Linked DNA regions of Oryctolagus cuniculus: region 2 is linked to region 1. The links are chromatin contacts, called in public Micro-C maps. All regions are on one chromosome and are shown on one strand. The core of a region is the stretch at or near the end of the contact, and the rest is flanking DNA. Distances in the headings are between cores, read along the strand shown. Region 1 overlaps SSR3 (signal sequence receptor subunit 3). Region 2 overlaps KCNAB1 (potassium voltage-gated channel subfamily A regulatory beta subunit 1).

What was found. Hi-C and Micro-C count contacts between places; a contact is called where the count stands out from the background.
Region 2: a contact with region 1 is called in a Micro-C map of ear pinna, with 12 times the contacts expected there. The contact joins two enhancer-like sites. A contact is called at or near these places in 2 of 6 Hi-C or Micro-C datasets (ear pinna and an unstated tissue).

What each region holds. Positions count from the first base shown.
Region 1 is chr4:124,351,472-124,358,908 of mOryCun1.1, forward strand. SSR3 (signal sequence receptor subunit 3) reads left to right here. Exons shown (of 5, transcript XM_002716322.5): 4 at 1,754-1,885; 5 at 2,911-5,130. The coding sequence ends at 2,977. Among named protein-coding and RNA genes, the nearest start is that of SSR3, 14 kb to the left of the region's middle. Within about 2 kb of position 3,575, at least 1 of the 8 cell types and tissues checked has an H3K27ac peak or open chromatin away from gene starts, as enhancers often do.
Region 2 is chr4:124,765,162-124,772,598 of mOryCun1.1, forward strand. All of the region lies in intron 1 of KCNAB1 (potassium voltage-gated channel subfamily A regulatory beta subunit 1), which reads right to left. Among named protein-coding and RNA genes, the nearest start is that of KCNAB1, 45 kb to the right of the region's middle. Within about 2 kb of position 3,445, at least 3 of the 8 cell types and tissues checked have an H3K27ac peak or open chromatin away from gene starts, as enhancers often do.

The sequences.
Region 1 (7,437 bases), core at 2,325-4,824:
GGTCAGTGTTAGAATATTCTAACAGTGTTAGAACAGTAATGCTCATGTATATTTAGAATTTCATGTTTAGACTTTAAATTAGAAGACGTTTTATACTTGATAACTGCACTTAATGTAGCGTGCTTCCCTTCTACCGTACTTAGAGTACATTGAAGGTGTGTTCATGTAAATGAAGTCGGTTGAATCAAGGAAATACAGCATTCATGTTGGAGACTATAGATTTCTTATGATGAGGAAAAGGTGATAGTAACCTTCATTTAGCTCTTTACAGCCAGCTAGTTGACTTTGGCTTAAAGCTTTGTGGGCTGTCCTTAAGATGGTGGGGGCAAGATATCTGACTCCAGAGAAGTTTTAGGACAAAGTATCTACAGCAGTGGTTTTTAATTTTTATTTATTTCTTGATAGTAACCCACAGTAAAAACATATTTTAGAGGGTTGGTGCTGTGGTGCTGGTGCAGTGGGTTAAGCTGTCGCCTGCAGTGCCAGCGTCCCGTATGGGCGCCAGTTTGAGTCCCGACTGCTCCACTTCTGATCCAGTTCCCTGCTAATGGCCTGGGAAAAGCAGCAGAAGATGGCCCAAGTCCTTGGGCTCCTGATTCCACATGGGAGACCTGGAAGAAGTTGAAATTGGCCCAGCCCCGGCTGTAGTGGCTGTTTGGGAAGTGAACTGGCAGATGGAAGATCTCTCTCACTGTCTCTCCTTTCTCATTTCTCTGTAACTCTGCCTTTCAAATAAATAAATAAATCTTTAAAAAAAAATTTTACCTTCTGACTAAACATGAGGGGCTTCAAAAGTTTCATGGAAAAAGGAGATTAAGACACACAAATATTTCATAAAACAGTAATTACTGTGTGTGATGTACTCCATGGTTTTCTGTTCTTAAAAATAAATAAATTAATAAATAAATTAATTAAAGACCAGTAGTCTCAACCCACTCAGTTAATTTCTCTGGGCATTTGATCTGTTCAGTTGGCTTCAAATCCCACTAACGGGTTACAACCTACCCTTTTAAAAAGTGCTTTACAGAGTTAATTAACCAAGAGGAATAAAGGCTGCCTTATTCACAGGCACCCAGGACTTTCCTCCTTTCTGTGTGAAGGGGTAAAAGACTGGTGACATACTGGTGAATTAATGAGAGAAAATATCATAGCAAGGAAAATAGAGTCAATACAAAGTAAAAGGGTTTTGCAGAAGTTAAAAAGTTCCTCCTGATGATCCAGCAGACCCTTTGAATGAAATAAAGATGACTCAATCATAGTCTATTTCTGTGAGACCACAGCTAGTTTTTGATGTTGGGATTGTCTATTTAAGGTGTGAACTTGAGGGTTGAAATTCATAGACTGTAGAGAGCCTCCAAACCAGCAGGATGCAGGCAAAAAGCTCCATTAGGCTATTTATCAGGGTAAACGGTTAGGTGAGGACGTCAAGAAAGATGCTTGGTTTAGCTGCTAATGGAATCATGCCAATTGCAATTAAGCGGTCCCTTCCTCTGGAGCCCTGGAAGCCTGGGAAAAATAGTGACATAGCCAGCAACTGTACTTTTTTTTTTTTTTTTTTTTGGCACCTATAAAGAGGAAGAAATATCTTTTTCAGTGGTAGAAAGGGGACAATTCTCACCAAATTTAATATTAAAAACACATTCTCCCTCTTGAACACTTCAGGGAAAACTTGTGTTATGATAAACTAGAGCTGTATGGTGTTTAAAGGTTTTAAATCATAAACTTGTTTAACTTGTTTCTTCTGTGTCCCCAGAATCTTATGGAAGAAGAATGAAGTTGCTGACTATGAAGCTACAACATTTTCCATCTTCTATAATAACACTCTATTCCTCGTCTTGGTCATTGTTGCTTCCTTCTTTATTTTGAAGAACTTCAACCCCACAGTGTATCCTTTATGAAGCTGATCATGGTTTTTAGAAGTCTGAAAGCAGTAGTTCCCTGTGGTTTCTACTTGTCTGGGTCTTTTAGTGGAAAGAAATGCTCTCCTGGGAGTCAGTTAAATGAATAGCACTGACTTTAGGCAAGTTCCTAGGCATTTTAAAGAACTTTTGGTTTGATTTAAAATTCTTTTAAGTTCATAGATTATGACTTTATGATATTTAACAAACATTACAAAACCATCCTATACTGCGTGATTGTGTATACCTGCTTATTGAAAACAAGTTCTAAGAACTAAAGCAAACTGGACTTCTTTGATAACTGCTGGCATAAGCTGTGTGCCTGCTGTTATTTTTGGACTTTGGGGTTGGGTGGGTGGCCAGTGTAGTTAAATAGGCACAATTCATAGTACTTAACAGTGTGTCTTTTCAATTGAGCTTTTGGGCAAGACTCAGTTGTCTCTTATTAAAGTAACACCCTTAAAGGAATGCACCCAGAATGTGCAGCCAAACTTGTAACAGTTGGAGATTATGATGTAATAAAATATCAGACACCCCAAATTTGTATCTTCTGTGAACACTGAAAAAGTTTGCTGAAAATGGTCCAGTTTTTAGGCTGGGAATAGCTGTGAACTTTGAGAACCTCCTTGCTTTTACAAGCCGGTTGCAGCAAAGCACTGATTGACAGGGGAGACATATTTTTCCTTTGCTGTTGTGGGGGAAAGGAAAACAAGTCTCTCTTTTTCCATGTTCTTTGATCAGCTCTCGTTGGAAAGGTTAAATGGCATTCAGATGTGTTCTAGGTTTCTGTCTTAAGAGTTTTCTTTTTAAAATTGGAACCCATTTCCTGTGGATGTTTTTCATTCCTTATGGTCTCTTGTCTTGTAAACTGGGTTTGCAGACAATGGATTTGCATGGCAGTGCTTGTACTGAGGGTTGGGAGGAAACTGTGTGTTCCGAGAAATGGTCTTTTTATTTTGTTGACAAATTAATCTCGCATTCGTAATTTCGCCTTAACGTGAAATTCTTACAGGAACTACATTTTGTCCATAAGTGCTTCATCAGGACTCATCGCCCTCCTGTCTACTGGCTCCAAGTAGACCATGTCAGCTTAGCCCCTGGCTTCGTATCTATGGGTGGCCTGTGGTATATGGGAAAGTAGCAGGGTGGTCAGGGTGGGAGACACACAAGATGTTTTCATAGTCTGCAGTTGGAGGGTTTATTTTAAAAACTCTCCAGAATGTAATTCAGTATTTGTTTATTGGCTCTTTTTGACAGTTGTTGAAATTAAATGAATTGAAAGGGATCCTCAGAGTACCAGGACCTTTATTAAAAGGCAAGAAGTGTCTCACAATGTGCTATAATCACAAGAGGGGAAAATAACTTGTTTCCTTGTTCTGTCAGAGGTCACAGTAACCTGGACTAGGCTGTTATTATTTATAATAGTAGCAAGAAGTTAATAACTGGCTCTCTGTGTTCCAAGCACAATATTACAACTTTTTAAAAACCATAAATATCAGAATGAATCCTCTTCCCAGGGGATTGAACAGAAGCTTTGTGTTTACAAGTCTCTGAATTTCAGATTGAAATAACTCAAAATTAAAAACATGGTTTTTCTAAACTTGAGGAAGAAAAACTTGTGGAAAAGCCCCTCCCCCTCCCTTCTTTTAAAGGAGAAAGGCAGCCAAGGTAGTAACCTAAAAATAGTGCTGAGGCATATGAGAGTCCTCCTGTGGGGTTCAGGCGCACACTGCTCAGCTGTACGGCTTTGGCCCTGGGTGGCCAGGGAGGTCAGTTTGACCTGCCATGTTGGTTTGATGTGTTAAGACATTGGGCTCATTGTTTCCCCTGGTCAGGCACTCATGCCACTGGAAGAATGTTGAGAGAGAACCTCCTTTGCTGAATACTGACATGTAAAAGACTAGAGTAAATTTTAGGGCTGGAATTCTATGAACTCCCCAAGGAATTTGCAGTGGTTAAAGTGCTTGTCAGCTTTTTCCATTAGGACTTTCATCACTGACTGTGCACAGGGTGCCCTGGATTGTGAGTGAAATAAATGATCTCAGCCCCTGGGATCCAGCTGAGAGCAGTCTCATGCTGTTTTGTTTTTGTTTTGTTTTACAGATGTTAACTATTTCTTCTGTGTTTCAAGACTTTAAAAAGTTGGGCAAGTTCTTCTTTGATATTATGATGTTGATTTCATATTGCTATTAGCTTTTGACTGTATCTAGTAATTTCCTGCAGACAGTATCTCAAAGGAAATCTATTTCTAATCTTCTTGATGTAAGATGAATGTTATAAATGATATTAGCTGTTTCATTTATGACTTTATAAAAAGGTATCCATCAGGAATTCAGTCGCTGTTTTGCACTGTTGGATATGTTGGTAGCCTGCTTCCTAGAACCTGGAGGACAGGACCAGGAGTACATTTGCTTAGTGACCCAGGTCATTGTCTGCAATTGAGGATTATATTTCATCGTTGTGTCTAGAGGTCTACAGTTCTTTACTGTTCTTGTTTTCTGAGTGCCATCATTGGATGAGCTGGAGGGATTTAACTTTTCTTTACTGTTGATTAAGAAACCAGTCAGTAGTTTGGTGGCCAGGAGTTTGTGTTCCAAATGCATTTGCTGCTTTGTCAGTCTACTTGGTCCCAGATACCTGTTTTAATTGCTGGGAAATGCTTGCCACTAGATGGCAGTGCCTGTATAGAGGGAGACAAACCCATTCCTGGTATGCAGTGTAAATGAGAGAGTGGTGAAACAGGGGTGTCAACCTGATGTTAATGGAATTTCTCTTCAGAAAATGTATAGGTGACTGAATAGAAGAAGCAAAATTTTTTTGTCTTGAAATTTTCCCATGATATTCTTCTCTGGCGTTTTCTTTCTACTTTTAGATAAATGTGCCAAAGCATATAGATTTTCGTTAAAGATTTATTCCTCCGGTACTTACCTCTTGGGCATTGAGAAACCTTTCGTCCAGAACTCTCCCCTCATCTGAAAGAGCTGCCTGGCACAGGTTTGTCATGTGCAGAATCTGATTTAGATAGAAATGTGCTGCAGAATTACTCTAAAAGGGCTCCAGACCCAGCACCAGTAAAGTAAAAGAGTCTGCTGCTATTGGAATTCAAAATGATGGAATTTTTTTATTTTTTAACTCACAAGGTGGAAGCTTAAAATACTAGAAAGGTTTCATTTCCTTACTTTTAGTTTCCTCATTTATGAAGAACTTAATAAAAATCTTGGATTGAAATTTACTGATTGTCTTGTTTGGTATATGGCACCTTGAAAAGGATAATTTGAACCAAGGTTTGAAGACAACTGAAATATGGAGGTTGAATTTATTCTCAAAATTCTTGTGAAAGGTCTTAATATATTTGTTTAAACTGTGATTTTTAAAAATGTTCATTTCTCCTAGAATTTAAGAGAACCCTGTGGATAAGCACAACATCTTTATTATTATTTCATATTGGCCATCACTGTACTTCCCTCCACTTTTGTGATTGTTGATCAGATGTTTGCAAAGAATAACAGACACAGTGCAGTACAGTAAAGAGCAAGTGTCCAGGCTCTGCCAGTTCGTGCCACTGTGCCTTCCTGCCCCCTGGTTGTCTTGTTTCCAGGGAGTGGGCCAGTCCCTGCCGTTTTCTGGAGATCGCTAAGGAAGGGTACATACACATGTAAGTGTGTGGGTGGAGAAAACTTGTTGACAGATACATCTGGTCTGTAAGAGGTTATCTTCCCTACTTGGACTCCCAAGCAGAGAATTGATTTAAGGTTGAGAAGATCTTTTTAGTGGTGGGTTTAGATTTTTAGGGAGATGGTTAGAGACTAACTTCTCATTGGCCCTTGTGAATTTTCATTGCATCTCTTCTCTTTTTCCTCTTCTCTGATTCTTAAATTTAATACCTTTTAATTAAAATATAAAAGTTTATTTCATCTATGTGAAAGAGCCACACAGAGGGAGAGACTGAGAGCTTTCATCTTCTGTTCACTCTCCAGATGCCTGCAACAGGTAAGGCTGGGCTAGGCTGAAGTCAGCAGCTGGGATCAGCTCCTAGGCTCCCACATGGTGGCAGAGGCCCAACCATTGAACCGTCATCTACTGTCTCCCAGGATGCATTGACAGGAAGCTGGATTGGAAGTAGAGGTGCGGGGACTCAAACCTCGAATTCTGACGTGGCCATAGAAAGTGGCAGCTTCACTTGCTGCACCACAACACCTGCCCCACACCTATTCTTAAACTTCTGACAGTTACTTTCACATAAAATTTCAAAGCTTTAAACAGAAATAACAGTGGTCAAGAGAGACTTAAAGTGCAAGAAAGAAAGAAAAAAATCTAATGGTAACTAGCTGTGAGAGTTTGGGCAAGTTCTTTTCATCTGTCCAGGCCTACTTTCCTCCTTGCTCTCAGAGCTGTGACTTTGTAGGTGACATGGGTTTCTTGAAACTCTGACGTCTTCCTCATAGCCTTTGGCATTCTGTTTGTGGTGGAGTGACAGTTCTTAAAGTGGGAAGCCATGCACAGGATTTCTAGTTATCTAGTATATTTACTGTGGCAGATGATTTGTATATTGAAAAAATGGCTATTCCCACAATCCTTGTATTTGGTCTTGAATTGCAAGTTCTTCTAAGTGGATTTGAGAAGCTTTAACCTTAGTGTACAGTGTTCCAAAATCCGATGAGAAAATAGCTGTTCCTGTTCTCCATTAATAAGGGAGAAGAAGGTTAAGATTGTAATTTGTCTTTTTTTTTTTTTTTAAGAATTTACTTAATTGGGGCCGATGTTCTATAGTAGGTAAAACTGCCGCGTGAGACACCAGCATCCCACATAGGTGCCAGTTCATGTCCATGTGGCTCCACTTGCAATCCAGGCCTGGGAAAACAGCAGTAGGAGACCTGGATGGAGTTCCTGGCTCCTGGCTTTGGCTTGGCCTACCTCTGGCTATTAATGGCCATCTGGGGAGTGAACCAGTGGATGGAAAATTGATCTCTCTCTGGCTCACTCTCTGAAATTCAGAGAGAGATAGAAGGAGAGACAGATCTTCATCCACTGGTTCACTCCCTAAGTAGCCACAATGGCCAGGGCTGGGCCAAGCTGAAGCCAGGAGTTTGGAACTCATCTGTGTCCCCTGAAGTGAAGCAGCCAGGATTCGATCCAGTGCTCACATGGGATGCTGGTATCGCAGGCAGCGGTTTAACCTGCTGTGCCACTATGCTGGCCCCTTAAGTTTGCTTTTTGTCGCTCCCCCTCTTCGTGGAGGAACGACACAGGACCCTGCGCTGTTCTTTCGTCTGCTCGGCCCTCCCCGGGTTTGCTGCTGGTTCTTCCCGGGTTGGCTACTGTCCCTTCCACCTCCGTGGAAGGGCGGTTCCCCCTGCCACTTTTCCCCACTTCCGCGGGGGAGCGGCACACCGCCGGCTGGCTCTCTCGGGGGCTGCTCAGGTGTTCCTTCAGATAGATGTTCCTCTTAGATGTTCCTCGTGCATGTTGTCTCTCTCCTCCTTTATAGTCCTCTTCCGCCAATCCCAACTCGGCTGCCCACACGCCGAGTACGCTGCTC
Region 2 (7,437 bases), core at 2,195-4,694, 410 kb after region 1:
AACTGCTGATCACCAGCTAGAAGTTCCTTCATTGTAGGCCAGATAGTTGATGGAAAAATCTGATCTGTACCAAAAACAAGATAGTATCCTTAGAATGCACAATCATCCGAGCCAGCACTGTGGCGCAGTGAGTTAAAGCCCTGGCCTGAAGTGCTGGCATCCCACAAGGGTGCCTGTTCTAGTCCCGGCTGCTCCTCTTCTGATCCATCTCTCTACTGTGGCCTGGGAAAGCAGTGGAGGATGGCCCAGGTCTTTGGGTCCCTGCACCTATGTGGGAGACCTGGAAGAAGCTCCTGGCTCCTGGCTTCAGATCAGTGCAGCTCCGGCCATTGCAGCCATTTGGGGAGTGAACCAGCGGATGGAAGACCTCTCTGTCTGTCTCTACCTCTCTCTGTAACTCTGTCTTTCAAATAAATTAATCTTTTTTTTTTTTTTTTAAAGAATGAACAGGCTGGTGCCATGGCTCACTAGGCTAATCCTCCGCCTGCGGCACCAGCACCCTGGGTTCTAGTCCCGGTTGGGGCACCGGATTCTGTCCCGGTTGCTCCTCTTCCAGTCCAGCTCTCTGCTATGGCCCAGGAAGGCAGTGGAGGATGGCCCAAGTGTTTGGGCCCTGCACCTGCATGGGAGACCAGGAAGAAGCACCTGGCTCCTGGCTTCGGATCGGTGCAGCACACTGACTGTAGCGGCTATTTGGGGGGGTGAAACAATGGAAGGAAGACCTTTCTCTCTGTCTCTCTCGCTGTCTAACTCTGCCTGTCAAAAAAATAATAATAAAGAATTAACAGTCATCCATAACCGCTGAATAGGGAAAATATCCTCTAATGTGTTTGTCTAGGAGACAGGTCAACCTGAAATCCTAACAGAAGAGCTGACCCTCCGGACTTCTCCTCCACCTTTTGGGACATGATACCTGGTTGTCACAATCAGATGATGACCCCTCTTGTAGTGATATGGAAGTAGAGAATTATAAGCAGAGTGAACTTAAGGATGGTGAGTCAAAAGGATTGATGGACAAACAGTAGGAAGGGGATGAAGAGCTGGTGATGAGAATGTTGAAAAAGGATAAGTCCACAGCTCTGTGACTTGAGCGTATTAGACACTAATCTGCCACCTTCTAGAATATCCTTCGGGAAACACCACACTGAGCAGAAATAAGGAACGCAGCCTGAGGGAAACCCATGAGTATCCTCTTCTCGTCAAAGTAACTCAAGAACCCAATAAGGCTGGGGCTGGACAGTGGTACCACAGGGAACTTTCTGGAGGAAAGTGTAGTGAGAAATCTGTATTAGCATTCTCCAGAGAAACAGGACCACAGAGAGGAAGAGGGGGGAATGGAGAGTGGGAGAGGGAATTATTACAAGGAATTGGCTCATGGGGCTGGCACTGAGGTGCAGTAGGTTAAAGCTCTGACCTGAAGTGCTGGCATCCCATATGGGTGCTGGTTCGAGTCGCGGCTGCTCCTCTTCTGATCCAGCTCTTTGCTATGGCCTGGGAAAGCAGTAGAAGATGGCCCAAGTTCTTTGGCCCCTGCACCCACGTGGGAGACCCAGAAGAAGCTCCTGGCTCCTGGCTTTGGATCAGCACAGCTCCAGCCGTTGCAGCCATCTGGGGAGTGAACCAGCAGATGGAAGACCTCTCTATCTCTGCCTCTCTCTGTAACTCTGTATTTCAAATAAATAAAATAAATCTTAAAAAAAGAGGAATTGGCTAATGACTTTAGAGGCTAAGAAGACCTAAGAGGTGCGGTTGGTGAGTGGGAGGCCGGGAAGAGTGGATGGTCTGTTTCAGTACAAATCTAAAGACCTGAGAATTGGCAAGGCTGGCAGTGTCAAGTTCAAGTCTGCAATCAGGAAAAAAGGGATATCCCAGCTCAGTTAGGTAGGAGGAGTTCCCTTCTAGTCATGGTCTAGTCAGCCTTTTTTTTTTCTATTCTGGCCTTGAATGCATAACTGAATGATGCAGGCTTACCCTGGGGATGGTAATCCACTTGACTCACTCCATTGATTGAAATGTTACTATTACCCCAAACACCCTGGCAGACATACCCAGAATAATGTTTTGACCAAATGTCTAGGCAGCCCATGGCTCAGGCAAGTTGATACATGAAATAACATATCATACACTTAGCAGCTGAGTGACTAAAGAGTGAAACAAGCTGGATATCTAAGAAGAAACAGAAATAAAGTGGGCTATGACATTCCTATAAGTAGAATATAGCATCATCAAAGTTTCTTGAATTCCAAGATTTAAGGACTGATGTCCTATAACAATAATGCCATCAAGTACCGGTCTGTTTTTAGTAGAGAGAAAATCAGGAAGTAAGAGGCAGGGAGATTACGGGCTGGTGGAGCAATTCTCTGTGTCTGATCATCCAGCAGATTGTCTTCCAGCAAACAATGAAGGCTTCTTTGTTATACTCCTGCTTAATAATTCATTGATTCAGTAAATATTTACTAAGTTCTACACTAGATGTCAGATTGCAGGAATGCAACAATTAACCATGCACATAAAATCCCTGCTCTTATGAAATTCATACTCCAGCAGGAAAGACAGATAACATAGAAATAAACAAGGAAGAGTGGAAGGAGGAGCTAATTGAACAATCTCACAAAGAAGTTACAATGGGAACCTTTTGGGAAATTGCAGAGAGAGGTGCTAGTCTTAGCCAGTGGTTGGTTCAGGAAACAAGAGGCCTCAGCCTGCAGGTGTTGTCACTGCATGCCAAGAGCTGTGAAATTCCACAAGCAGGCTGAATCACTGACCCCTTACTTACACACCCTTCAAATGCTAAAGCAAGCGCATCCATGCCTAATGAGCGGCACATTCCACACCCAAGGCGACAAAGCCTCTGTCTCATTCTGCCTTAACAAATTAGGAGGAATATCATGTAGGGAAAAATGACTACAGACAACCCACTGAGCATCTCCCTGGTGGTTTCAACCCCTCCCACAGTGGGCTCACCAGGACCAAGGCCAGAACGCATACTCTCATCTGTCCAAAGACCAGCCTGGAATAAGCTGGCAGCTCCAGCCTCTTGGAGTGGTTTCCTGCCCAGCTCTTTCATGGTAACCTGACATAGGGGTGGGACAGTCCTGTGTTAACTGCTTCTGTGCTCCCTGCCCCCACCCTGCCACCCCTCCCAGTACTCAGAGACCCTTATTCTACTACCCCGTGCATTCCTGGAGACTTTTGACACAGCCACCACCAACACCCACACCCTAGTGGACATGCTGAGCAGACGAACGCTGATGACAGAGTTTACGTGGCTCAACAAGGGCGGCATACCCTTGAGAGCCTCCTCAGCTTGGGACCTAACATTCCAGATGAAAACATGTGTAGACCTTGTTGGGTAGCCCTGGAACACAGTCTTTAACCCCGGAGCTGGAGCTTGGACCAGGAGATCCTGGAATACACCCAGTGATTGCACAGCCCACAGCGCCACCTCCCAACCAGAGGCGGACGTGCAGCTAGTCACAGCTCTTCCCCAGCCACCCTCGCTAAAATTAGTCCTGCCTGAACTGATCCAGATTGAACAAGACCTAAAAGAAATGACAACAAAATTCCATATGTGATTCAATTCTGGATCTTGGGCTTTGAAAAAATACAACAAAAGCCATGAATTACTGTGTTGGTTGACAGGAATGTGGATGGTAGGTTAAAGTATCCAGTTAATGTAAATTATGAAAATTTACAGAGGATATGTGAGAGACTATCCTTGTGCTTGGGAGGTTTGCAAATGACTCTCAAAAGCCTTGGGAAAACAAATGGGGACGGGAGCTGTAGGAACCCAGCATGTGAGAGCATGAGCAAAGGTTAAAATAAATGGGCAAAATGTTCACAATATGTTAAAGGATAAAGAGCATACAGATGTTCTTTATATACATTATACTTGGAACCTTGTAAGTCTGAAATTACTTTTTAAATAAAAAGTGTTTTAAAAGAGCTGGACTTAACAACTAGATAGCAATTCTGAAAATAGCTCCTCTACTCCTGGACTCCCACCATTCGAGATTCATTTCTGTGGATATGTGTATTTTTCAGACACAGTGAAATATTAGGGAGATTCAGTTGATACCTAGCTAAGGGCAGGCAGGGGAATCACTTGTTGGGGGAGGCAAAGGCATTCATCTTGGAGAGGTAGCCCATGATAACAGAAAATGAACAGTGGGTAGAAAGGAGGAAGGATCCCTCCCAATCTGGTCATGAGCCAGACAGCAGGGTCCTGGTTTTGAGAACATTGGTGGTCTGTGAGCTAACCTTTTCACACATTCCAGAACATTCTCTGAAGGAAGGGTGAGGGTGAGAAACCTACCTATCCTTTCTCCACCAGTCATGCTCAGACGTGTGTACTATGGCTTAGAATCCTCTGTGCTGGGGAACTCTTGGACATAGCTAATGTAATCTACAAAATATCTACCTATATGGATTGGCATCCTGAGAAGGCAGAAGATGATGACCCCAGTACTTGGGTCTTTGCCACCAATGTGGGAGATTCAGATGGAGTTCCTGGCTCCTAGCTTCAGCCTGGTCCAACCTTGGTGGTTGTAGCCATTTGGGGAATGAACCAGTGCATGGAAAAGTCTCAGTCTCCCCCTTTGTTTGACTTTCCAAAAAAAAAAAACCAGGTAAATCTTTAAAAAACTCTATCTACCTGGGTTAGGTTATAATACCGTAAGGCTGATATAGGATGAGGACTTCTCAGAACCCCAGGCATAATGTTTTCTCTTTTTCTGACTATATGAAATTTCCCATTGTCCCAGTGAAGGAAAATACACAGATTCAAAGTTAAGTTCTGATCTACGTTTGTGCTGATCTCCTGCTAGCTGCCCTTCAAGCCGAGTTTCTTTTCTTTATGGAATAGTGCATCCTAGTGGCATTCTTGGAAACTGCAGGTGAATTCAGAAAGCTCTTTGGCGAAACCTCATTTAGCCCATGGCTGCCCTTTGGTCAGGAAAATCAGCTTTCAAAATGCTTCTTCTTCTTTTTTTTTTTTTTTTTTTCAGATGTAACTTATGACCACAACTTTTATAGGAGGAAATGGGTTTGCGTCACGTAGTGTTGTCCTCAAGCCCTGAATTTCCAATGTTTTTGTTACACTACAACAATACAACTTCCACCCTGGAAAACCACAAGCGGAGATTTCAAAACAGATCGAATTTCTATCTCCCCAATGTGATTTCAAGTCCAAGCAGCGCCACCACTCACTCCTGCTTAAATTCCGAAGTCTGTTCTATCTAAACCGACACTTTTGGAATGTACTTATTTAGAATTTCTGCCCCACTCCATGGGAAACAAGCATATTCTGCAAATTCTCAAGAGGCCCCTTTTCCCTGTGCCTTGTAGGCCCCTCACGGCAGCCAGCTCAGGTTTCAAGTAATCACATAGGTTCTGCACCTCCAAAAGTGTTCCTGCAAGGAGAAACACAGCCAGAGGCCTTTGAGCAAATTAGCACAGGCCCTGTGACTGACCCAAATTAGGCCAGTCTGAAATAAATCATGTAGGCATTTCTTAAATGCAACCCCCTGCATGGGTAGCATTTTTTTTTCTAGGCTATTGATTTTCACAGTCATGGTCATAGCTAGTTTGCAAGCGGCTCTGAGTGCACCATGCACTGCCTAAAAAGAACGGGCCGTAGGAATGTGTGGGGGCAAGGATGTTTTGTGGGGGAGAGGGAGGCTGGGAAGAGGATCGTGAGTTCAATTTGGGAGCAATTATCGTGTTCAACGTCCATGCTGTGTTAACCCTGTAAACCATGAAAGCAGGAAGGGCAAGAGAAACTCTGTCTCCGGGGTGTCCAGCAGATGCCTCGCGGCAGGAAAGGCTGGTGTCTCCTTCCAAGGACAGGGAAGCAAGGACTGGACTCGGGAGAAGGGAAGTCGTGCTGCAACATCATATTCTCACCATGATGGAACCGGTGAAAGGTGTTCTCTTTTGAATCTTTGTTTAAGTAAAGATCATTGAAAACTCTCTCTCAGTTTACTGATGCCTTTCAATCCCTTGCCTGGACATCTTGAGAGAAACTGTTAGGCAACCTGCTAGGTGAGTGAGGTGTCTGTCTAGCCCTCCCTCCCCTCTAGCACCTTCCTTCCGCTCCCTGGGCATAGTCAATGTGTAGCACTAGGCTGTGCCCAGACACCCAGGGTCCTCCCCATCTCTTGGCTTAGGTCCGTGAGAAAGACAGACAGACCGACAGAAAGCTCCCATCTGCTATTTGCTCCCCAAATGCCCACAGCAACCAGAGCTGGCTCAGACCGAAGTCAAGAGCGCAGAACTCAATCTGGATCTCCCATGTGGGTGGTAGGGACCCAACGGTGTGAGCTGCCTCCCACGGTGAGCATTAGCAAGAAGCTAAAATCAGGCAGTGGGGCCAGGACTTGAACTCAGGCACCCTGATATGGGACACAGCTGTCCCAAGTGGCACCTTCCCCCCGTGCCAAATGCCCGCCCCATGGCCTGTTTCCTTCTAGGTCAGCTGTCGGCTAGCTTGGGTCAGCTTGGCAGCCCCTTGGCAAGCATCCTCCCACTTCCATTCTAACAGAAGCCTCTGAGGATCAGTGTCTCCAGCCTAGGGAAATTCTCAGCCACTGGGACAAGCTGATAGGAGAGGTACCGCAAGTGCTGGGTGGGAGTTTTAACCATTTGAATTTCGTTCTATCTCAAATGTCTTTGTTCTAAACACAAAACTAGACACTGGAAATAGAGAGGTTCGTAAGAGATATATTCCTATTGCACCATTTGGAGAGCAGCTCATTCCAATGCTGCCATTTGGATGAAACAGGAAGCCAGCCCACATGCGAAATAAAAACCCACATTCTCAGTAGATGCTAAAGCTCTATCCCGATAGAAACAAAGACTTGGTAAATGCAAGCAGAAAAGGAGGGTTCTGTTCAGGATTCAATTTGTAGATGTTCATTGCCCACCCCCATTCTAAGATAGAGCTGCAGACAGGGAGAAGGAGAGACAGAGAGAAAGATCTTCCATCTGCTGGTTCACTCCCCAGATGGCCATAATGGCTGGAGCTGCGCTGATCTGAAGCCAGGAGCCAGGAGCTTCTTCCAGGTCTCCCACGCAGGTGCAGGGGCCCAAGCATTTAGGTCATCCTCAGCTGCTTTCCCAGGCCATAGCAGAGAGCTGCATCGGAAGAGGAGCAGCCAAGACTTGAACAGGTGCCTGTATAAGACACCAGTGCCACTGTAGGTGGCAGCTTTACTCACTACGCCATAACGCCAGCTCCCCCTCCTCTTATTTCTTAAGGTAGATCACACACGTTTTCTTTCGAACTCTAAAGATGACTAGGTGCTAGAGTCCTAGGATTGGTTGCAAAGGGGGTTGGAGCAAGGGAACTCTTGGACTCCCACTTGGGCAGGCAGTGAGCTGCATACACATTCACATACACAGCCTTATGTAATTCTCACAATTCTGCTGTAATGTCGG